2 separate regions of the Mus musculus genome follow, and region 2 is linked to region 1. Evidence: chromatin contacts called from public promoter capture Hi-C data. All regions are on one chromosome and are shown on one strand. Each heading gives the region's core, a stretch centred on a gene start, on an enhancer-like site or on the middle of the called end of the contact. The rest is flanking DNA. Distances are from core to core; before and after follow the strand shown.

The links. Promoter capture Hi-C pulls out the DNA fragments that hold promoters and counts their contacts.
Region 2: a promoter capture Hi-C map of hippocampal neurons shows a contact between it and region 1, with 2.1 times the contacts expected there. The contact joins the promoter of Ddah1 here to the promoter of Clca3a2 in region 1. A contact is called at or near these places in 2 of 39 promoter capture datasets (the SN4741 cell line and hippocampal neurons).

What each region holds. Positions count from the first base shown.
Region 1 is chr3:144,818,178-144,822,869 of GRCm38.p6, forward strand. Clca3a2 (chloride channel accessory 3A2) reads right to left here and starts at 1,317. Exons shown (of 14, transcript NM_030601.3): 1 at 1,134-1,317. The coding sequence starts at 1,292. Clca3b (chloride channel accessory 3B) reads right to left here. Exons shown (of 14, transcript NM_139148.2): 14 at 4,446-4,692. The coding sequence ends at 4,600.
Region 2 is chr3:145,755,784-145,760,435 of GRCm38.p6, forward strand. Ddah1 (dimethylarginine dimethylaminohydrolase 1) reads left to right here and starts at 2,909. Exons shown (of 6, transcript NM_026993.3): 1 at 2,909-3,381. The coding sequence starts at 3,079.

The sequences.
Region 1 (4,692 bases), core at 67-2,566:
ACAGAGTAACTGAAAAACTGGGATACATTTAACTGAATCTCTTGGATCCGTAAACTCATTTCCACATGCCCAAAGCTAACCCTGACCTTCACCTGCCCACCCCTCCAGGTGGCAGTTGGATTGGAGATGCGACGTGAGGCATAACAGGGATGAAAGTCAGAAGTCTGCAGGCAAGTGGTGTGTTAATCAATTTTTTTTACAATTGCATTGTTCAAACTCACAGGGAACTTAAGGTCTGGTAATTATTATATTCTATGTTAATTAAAATTGCTTTTGTTTTATTTTGAGTTACTGCCCAAGTAGAGCATATAAATAAATGACCAGATTATTAAAAAAACACACATTTTTTGGGTAAACTTTATATACGAATGTGTCTACACCCTTCCCCCATTCCTCCCACAACCCTCACTCTCCCTAACAAATTCACGACCTCATCTTCAATTATTATTGTTACACATATGTATACACAGCTATATTTATAACCCATTGAGTCACTCTGGCATGGCTCAAGAGCTAATAATAAAGACAAATAAGACTGGTTTGCTTCTGCCTGCTACTTGCTACAATCCTACAAATAATTCATTCAATTTTTAGAGGAACCCAGCCTTCTGCTCCTAAGCACTGCATGGAGATGTTGCAAGGACCTATGGACAAAGTACACAGGATGCAAACATTTTTATTAAACAAGTGCAATTAGAAACACATCAGCTTTAAGCATGTGTAAGTTTTCCTTCAAGGTAAGATAGGTAAGGATTTTCGGTTTTCCAAAGTTGAGCACGTAGGAGCAGCTGGAGGAGTGGGCAGGACATTTGCTGTATAGACTGTGTAAACCAACATTACTAAGATAAAGTGTGAGAACTCTTCTTCTTCTGAAGTCTCTTACCTTATCAAGTTAATAAATTATTAACAGGTTAAACACAGATTTTATTATATAATAAAATATAATGCTAGGCAGATTCCCATCATGACTGAAGATAATACTGCAGGCATGATGAAGACGGTCAAAGCGCCCCTTGGGAGGGTAAAACCGTGTGTGTGAGTGTGTAACTGTGTGTGTGAGTGTGTAACTGTGTGTGTGAGTTTGGATGTGCAGGCAACAGAATTATTGACCTGACAATAAAACCCCTTCTTACCTTTATGCTTGGGATGAGCCTTTCGTCCTCTGGCACACTGGGGTTAATGGCAATGACCACACCCTCGTATCCATTGCTGTTGAGATGCACCATGGAGCTCTCTGTGTTCTGCAGGAGATGCAGGGTGAGGAACAGAAGGACCTGCAGCCCTGGCACCATGGTCGCACTGCTCCAGTGAGAAGGAGCAGCACAGAAGGGCATTTATGTGTGTGCCTCGCTCGGGAATTTGAATCACGGCCAGAATATTTGCATAATTTGATAGAAATGCTGATATCTCTTGGGACTTTCCTTTTCTCCAACTGTTGACAGTATTCCACTGTGCCAGCCCAGGCTTGATGTACCTTATCTGTAAGATCCTCCCACATTATTTTTCTTGGAGTATCTTAAAGTTTTTTACCTTTCCCGAGTCACTGTTGTACTCTGTCTTGTTGCTTAAGCTCATCTTACCAACATAACACATCTTCTTACTAGATTTTAAATATTTTGTTAGCAAGAGATTATTTTTCTGAGTATAACTTCTCTCTCAGCCTCAATTTTTCTGACTCAAAACGAGGTCAATGAGGTCTTTAAAAAGGAATGTTGTGAAGATTAAATGTAATAACTCCTGAAGCAGGGCATGGGGCCTTATATTGCTGTGTTACACATGGAGTAGACCCTTTTAAAAAGAAAAGCCAGAAACAACAGAAGAAGAAGAAGAAGAGGAAGAAGAAGAAGAAGAAGAAGAAGAAGAAGAAGAAGAAGAAGAAGAAGAAGAAGAAGAAGAAGAAGAAGAAGAAGAAGAAGAAGAAGAAGAAAAGAGTTTCCTAGGGCCATCTGTAGTAAGAAATTTTGTTTCTTTAAAGACAGAAATATTATGAGAATGTGTTTTTCTTTTTATTCCCAGGTGTGGGACATGGAGCTGTGGGTTAGCACTTAAGCACACAGTGCCCTTGCAGTGTCCAGTACCAAGCCAGGCACTCCCATCCATCTGTAACCCTAGGTTCCAGGAATTCAACGCTTCTAGCCTGCTTTGGCACCTGAACTCATACACACACAACCACACACAGTCATACACACATACATGTAATTAACAGTGATAAAAAAAATCTTAAAAATACAGCATAAGAGAAATCTATTCTCTTGTCTGGAATGGAGACTCTCATCTTCTCTGTGACAAAACTGTTATACAATCTGGGGAGTACTACATGAGAGAATGCAGGAAAAGCACTTCAAGCAGGACTTTGACACTTAAAAAACTCAACTAGAATTATACACTATTATTAAACATCACATGCTGTTGTAAGTGTCAATGCTGACATAAGATTGCTAATTAAAATTTGTTTTTATGGCTTTAATTTGTAAAACTGTAAATAGAGTCTTCCAGGGTTTATGCTGGGAATGAGAAATCCCTGAGCTGCCCGAGGCTATGGGAAAAGCCAGCTGGTTGCAGGGAAAACTTAGCTTTCCTTCATGTTCTTATCTTCAACTATTGGGCCTGTCCCAGCTTGCAGTCCAAGCTTGATAAAGGCTGTGAAATCTTCCCACACTGTCCCCACTATAAGCATTTTTCTTTCTATCTACTTGAGTCACTGCTATGGCACCCCATCTGTTTATCTTGGGTGAATTTGGGCATACATAATGTATCACCTTAATAGCTCAACCATTTTCCTTCTGTCAAGAAAACTCTCCATCACAACTTAGCCTCTCTCATTCCCAATTTCCATAGCTGTAAAATGAGGAGAGCAAGTATCTTTCTAAAAACAAACAAAACAAAACAAAAACATTGCAAACATTAAATAAAATAATGCCTGAAACATCTGGTGTCCTACACTGCTGGATTACATATGTAATGAGACTGTCTCAGAAAACAAAACAAAACAAACAAGCAAAAAGCCCAAACCAATGTAACTAACTAAATAAAAGAGAAACATAATAAAGAGCACTTGCCATAGCAAGTGACCCTCCACCACCCAGTAAATCTCTTGTTGCCCTTCACCCACACAAAAGATGAGCATGCTTCTCTATGGTCTGTGCCCCTTACTGGTGCTCTGTATGAGTGTAGGATGCCGTCAGTGTGGGCATTGCCCCTGAAGGACTTGAAGACTTTTTTCGTGGATTAAGTTGGAATAAAATAATATTCAAAATACAAGTGAGAGTGGGGAAGGTTCCGCAGAGAGCTATAGCACAGCATCAGAGAACTCAGAATCAGAAAATAATTTCCCAAGGGGAGGGGAATCAGGAAAGCCCTCTGTGCAAGCTGAAGCTCCTTTGAGGGAATTTGTTCTAGGTTACAGCTGCGGACAGGGCAGCCTTGATCTTCCATCTCAGGCCTTTCAGCTTCAGTTTAGTTTCCTTCTTTGAGACAGGGTCTTGCTAAGTAGACCTGACTACACTGGAGCTCTGCATAGATCTGCCTGCCTCAGCCTCCCAAGGGCTGACATGGAAGGCTTATGTCGCTATACCTGAGACTTCAGACAATCTGCAAATTATATATGACACAGGATATGTTTTAGAAGCAGAGCCAGACTGTAATCTTAGAAATCACGGGAGAGTAGTTCTTGTTCCCATGTAAACAGTAGTTCTCAGCCCAAGATACAAGAGAATGTGGACTTCTCTGATAGATTTTATACGAGAAAGAGACTCCGTGTCTTGTGTAAATGCTAGGCAATACTCATTTGCCACTAGGCTTTTGGTATGGTTTGAATATGACTTATTTTCTCTACAGGCTGTCTTGAATTCATGCTGGGAAATGACTGTGCTGTGACCACAGAGTGACCCTTACTGGAGGCATAGAGGCAGAGTCACTCTTACTGGAATCAGTTTGCTCCTGTGAAGGTGCATTGTGCTGAGTGCTTCCTCACAGCCTCCGGCTGGTCCTTGATCTGGATCAAGTACAGGAACTCTGTGGTGTCCTTGCCAGAACCTGCCACTCGCTGGACCTTAGCCCTCTTAGCCTCCAAAACGCTTCCTCCGTACCTGACCCATTCTCAAGTGTCCTGTTGAATAACAGAACGGAGATTAATACAAGGAAGCAATTTGCCGACTTAGGGATTTTGCCTGTTTTTCTTTTGCTTTCTCATATTAAAAAAAAATGCAGAGAACATATAATAATGCTGTCTGGAAATGAGTTCGTGTTTCTCTTTTCGCAGATTTATAATGAAAATAGACATCATTTTCTCTTTCCGAGCTTTATATTCTGTTTCCTCGTGTAATTATTTCCATAAAATTACATGTTATAGTTACTGTAATAGCTTTTAGATATTGATATTTAGAAAATGAGTTGTTCGTTTTAACTCATTTTTCTCCCAAAGGTAGATTAAGGAAATACTGTGATTTATATATAGCAACTTATAATTTTAATAGACGCAAATAGGAAATTTACAGTATTGAATGTTCACGTTTATGTTACAAGGAGTTGTAGAGTAGACAATGAGGAGAGTAAATTTGAATTCAAAGGTTGAATTTCAGTTCTACTGCAATTTCTAGTTTAAAATATGAATAAAGTTGCAACAAGTACAAAAACTGTCAAACTGGGTACGGACACTTTGGTACCCAGACCAGGAGGGGTGCTGGGGGTACT
Region 2 (4,652 bases), core at 1,659-4,158, 940 kb after region 1:
GGCTTACAGGTTCAGAGGTTCAATCCATTATCATCAAGGTGGGAACATGGCAGCATCCAGGCAGGCATGGTGCAGGAGGAGCTGAGAGTTCTAACTCTTCATCTGAAGGCTGCTAAGAGAAGACTGACTTCCAGGTAGCTAAAGCTCATGCCCACAGTGACACACTTCCTCCAACCAGGCCACACACCCAAATAGTACCAGTCCCTGGGCCAAGCTTATGCAAACTACCACACCATCCTTGGGCTAAGGGAGAGAAGGAATCCCCTATCCACTGTGGGCTCTTCTGGGACAACCCCTATAGGATGGCATAGATGAACTTGTTCCTGGAAATTCTAAAAGCTAGTATCAGAGCTCTTGTAAGATGGCTGGAGCATGGGCCTTGGCACCAGAGCACTGGGGAAATGAATGCATGATTGACAGAGCCTAGCACCTATCAGAGATGCACCTGTCATGGGGTGCACCTGTCATGGGATGTACCTGTCACCAGTGCACCTGTCACAGGTGCTAGTACTTGGACTGCAGGTGCAAGCCACCATACCTGGTTCAAAAATATTATTCAATGATCAAAATGATCTTTAAATTAGTCGTATGTTACAGAACACGAGGGAGAAGTACAGCCTGGATTTTGAAGATGGTCCCCTTGAGAAGAGCATATTCCCATCTGGATTAAACTGCCATCGTGTCCGTCAGTCAGGCGTAGGGACAATCATCTTTTGTCTGGGTGTCTTAGAAGGGATATGGCCAAGTTGGTTTTCATCAAAAGGAAGAACATGAGAATGTTAAAAGGACTGTGAAACCAAATCAGAAGCTGCTTCCTGCTAGATCAGGCTTCAAGAGTGCAGGGGTCAGGACAGACTGCAGAGATAACAGCACTGCCTTCAAATATGTGAATAGCGGCTTGTGAAAGAACGCTGCCCCTTTCATCAGGAGGCAGAACTGAGACCAAGGGGATTGAAGTTCAAACCGAAGAACTTCTTAAGCAGGATAGATCCTCAGACATGGAATATTTCTGGTCTTGTTAAACAGGGCTTAAAATATACAAGCAAAAGGTTGACGCGGATACTGGATGCCACAGCTGGGTTTCAAAACACTAGACAAAATAATCAAATGAGAGGGTTTCTAAGGTCACAGTCAAATCATATGTGTCTGTATAAATACATACGTATGCTTATAAATATATGTGGCTTACCCAAGACAAGAGCTTCTTATGTATCCTCTACTGAACTAGAACTCATTGTGTAGACCATGCTAGCCTCAAGCCTCCCTCTGCCTCAATCGGACTTGAGTTTTAGGTGCAAGCCACCACACCTCGTTCAATTATAATACTTGATTATGGAAATGACCTGTACGTTAGTAGTGTGCTGCACCCCGTGGGGGAGGAGACTATCGCCTTAGACTATTTCAGAATTTTGGAGGTGGTCTCCTTGAGAAGAGCACACCCCCTGGATTATTTAAACTTTGATATGTGAAAGAGGAAAAAGAACAGGCTTTGTATCACCATCAAAGAAAGGACGGATTCTTGAGCGGCAAAGAGGGAAGGTCGAGAAGTGACAGGAATTCCGAAAGGTGTGTTCCCACAGGAAGGGCGAGGCTGTAAGGAAGCTGGAATCTCCTTCCGAAGGTCAAGGAACTGAATTGTGACCGCGGGGGTGGGGGGTGGGGGGGGCAGAGTTCTATTGTGGGAACAAAATGCTAGCTCCTTGCTTCTAGCAGGCTCTGGAAATAAACACATTGGAATCACATTTTCTTCAGAACTGATTGCACTGAGAAAAGTATTCTAGGGTCAATCTTTGTTACCTGAGCTTTAGGGCAAAAGCTCTGGGCGTCCCCGGGGACTAAGCTCTAGCACCAGTCCTCAAAAGAAGCGTGTTGGTGAAGAGCAGATAAAGACTTCATCCACGTGGCTTCATTACGGGGTTCGGAGACTCCCAAGTCCATCTTTGGAGTCCTGATGAGAATGTTAGCGAGAGGAAGTGGGGGGTGGGGGGGCGAGGGTTTTGCCAATCCCACTGCCCTGGTGAGATACAGCTGGGTTCTTGCAGTCTTCGTTGTTTAAGGTAGTTGTGGGGACTGGATGAGGTGGTTGATCCTTCTCGGAATGGATGCTGTAAGCTCATCAGGGGTGAAATGTCGCCCAAGGTCTGTTGTGACCACAGGTTTATTAAAACAGTGACTTTGAAGTGTATCTTGGGAAGCCTGGAATAGGACATTGTTAAAGCCCACAGTACCATCCCTCACCCTATCTCTGTGCCTTCAGCCTCGAATGGGGATGAGATAGGGTAGGTATGTGTGCTGGTTTCTAGATAAACACTCCTTTATTGAATGACAAGCCTAGTGCAGTTAAAGAAAAACGGAGAAAACAAGAAGAGGCATTCTTCCCACTTTAAATTGCCTTGTGGGCTTGAAGTATCACTGTTCCTAGATACTTATTGTAACTGTGTGTCTGTCTTTTGGGTTACTTTCTCCTGGGTGGGAAGAAATGCATTCTTTATACTATACTGAGTTTCACGTGGGGCAGTTGGTCAATTTGGAGAAAGTCGAGGTAATTTGGGTGAAGACAGGCTGCCACGCTGAGAACCGAGGTTCCACGTGCTGGATAAAAAGAGAAGAAGAGAAAGGGAAAGTTTATCCATAAACAATCGCCCTTCACCTGGTCCCCTGACCGTGAAGTCTTCTCCAGCAGGTCCAGTTCAGCACTGCCTAATTTCCAGGTCCTCATGGGGACCATGTGAGGCGTGCACCTGCGGTGGGATACACACACCACGGAGGGAGTCATTGCTGATTAAGTCCCTGGCCTCCGCATCCCGATTGACCCAGGCCGGTCTGCGGCAGATGCGGAGAGCATAGGAATAGGCCCGCGGGCGCTGGGCCGGCGCCCGGAGCTCTGGGCATGCTCAGTGGCGCGGGCAGGGCTCCGGGCGCGAGCCGGGCTCCCGCAGCAGCACATTCATCGGCTGCCAAGAGGAGCCGCCGGGCGCTCGCAGGCTCGCAGGCTCGCAGGCTGGGCGCGCGCTGCTCTCGGGAGGACCGAGCCACCGACTCAAACCCAGCCACCGTCGCCTCCTCTCCGCGCGAACCATGGCCGGCCTCGGCCACCCCTCCGCCTTCGGCCGGGCCACCCACGCCGTGGTGCGGGCTCCGCCCGAGTCCCTGTGCCGCCACGCGCTGAGGCGCTCGCAGGGCGAGGAGGTGGATTTCGCTCGCGCCGAGCGCCAGCACGAGCTCTACGTGGGCGTGCTGGGCAGCAAGCTGGGGCTGCAGGTGGTGCAGCTGCCCGCCGACGAGAGCCTGCCCGACTGCGTGTTCGTGGAGGACGTGGCCGTCGTGTGCGAGGAGACGGCCCTCATCACCCGCCCCGGGGCGCCCAGCCGCAGGAAGGAGGTAACGGGCCAGCCCCCGGGCAGACGACGCGAGGGGCGCGGCCGAGGGGGGACGCTCGTGGAACTGACCCCGCGGGCTCAGTTCCCAACTTCCCACCGCCGGACTCCGGGCGGCGTGGCTGGGTGTGGGAAATCCGAGCCAGATAACTTCATTGTTCACACCTCCTCGCAGTCGGGGAGCCTTTGAGTCGATCTCAGTTGGAGTGTAGTGACGAGGACTTGGGCAGGTGGCTGGGCTGGAGACCCAGAGCGCCAGAGGTTCTATCTTGCAAATTACACAGCGCTGAGGACAATGCTACTCTTGTTTCCTTGCCAGTGAGGACAGAGAAGGGTCCTCCCGGAGGGCAGGTGGAGGCTTGGGGGGGGGGGGTCCCCAAGTCCTGCAGGGATTCCTTTGGGGGAGCTCCTGGCAGGGCGGACCAGGTGACACCAGGCAGAGACTATGCCCAGAGACCCAAGGAATTCAAGTTACTTTTCAGTGGTGGCGAGTGAGTCTTGAAGAACTGGCAAGCGAATGTGTTCAGCGTTTTGTTAGTGAGCTGTGTTTAAATGTGTTTGTGAATGGGCCGGGTTTGAAAAGCTGTGCTTGCTGCGGGGTGCTCCGTTTCATTAGCAATGGGAGGTTTTTTGGTTTTTGTTTTTGTTTTTTTAATAAGTTCTGTCATTTTAATCTCTCTCTCCCCTCTCTCTCTGCAATTAAGACTGCTTTTTGTTTTCTTCAAGGGGCCAACACATTATCGTATCTTGTAGAAATGGCTGTAACTGCTTTAAAAATAATGTAGGTTAGTGGGAGAGAGGCACAGACACACGAGTTTAGATTTTAAAATGCCATCTGGCCTGGGATTTTTCTGACTGCCAGAGAAGAGCCCAGCCTTAAGATTCTCCCACACTCTTGGCATCCAGCAGTGTGACACGATGCAGGTGGTTTTTTTCCTATCTGAGGGGTTTTCTTCCTTGTTTTTGTTTGTTTTGTTTGTTTTTTTTCACTTTTCTGTCGCATTGCAAGTAGTTCTTTGGGCTTATGATTTAAATATGCCTATTCCACCCTTGATCTGCTTGCCTGGTGAAATCCTAGAGATTGAGTATAATCAAAGTCTACCTATTTGCCATTTAGGTAGCTCTTCTCTCTACACTTCAAAAGTAGCAGGTATCATTCTCTTAGCCTGTCCACTTTCCCTTTCCAATTTGACCTATACAAATGGCTTCCACTCTATTTTAACCTAATATGAATGTAGCAATGGTGGATAGGTTGGGATGCTAAATAGATAAAAT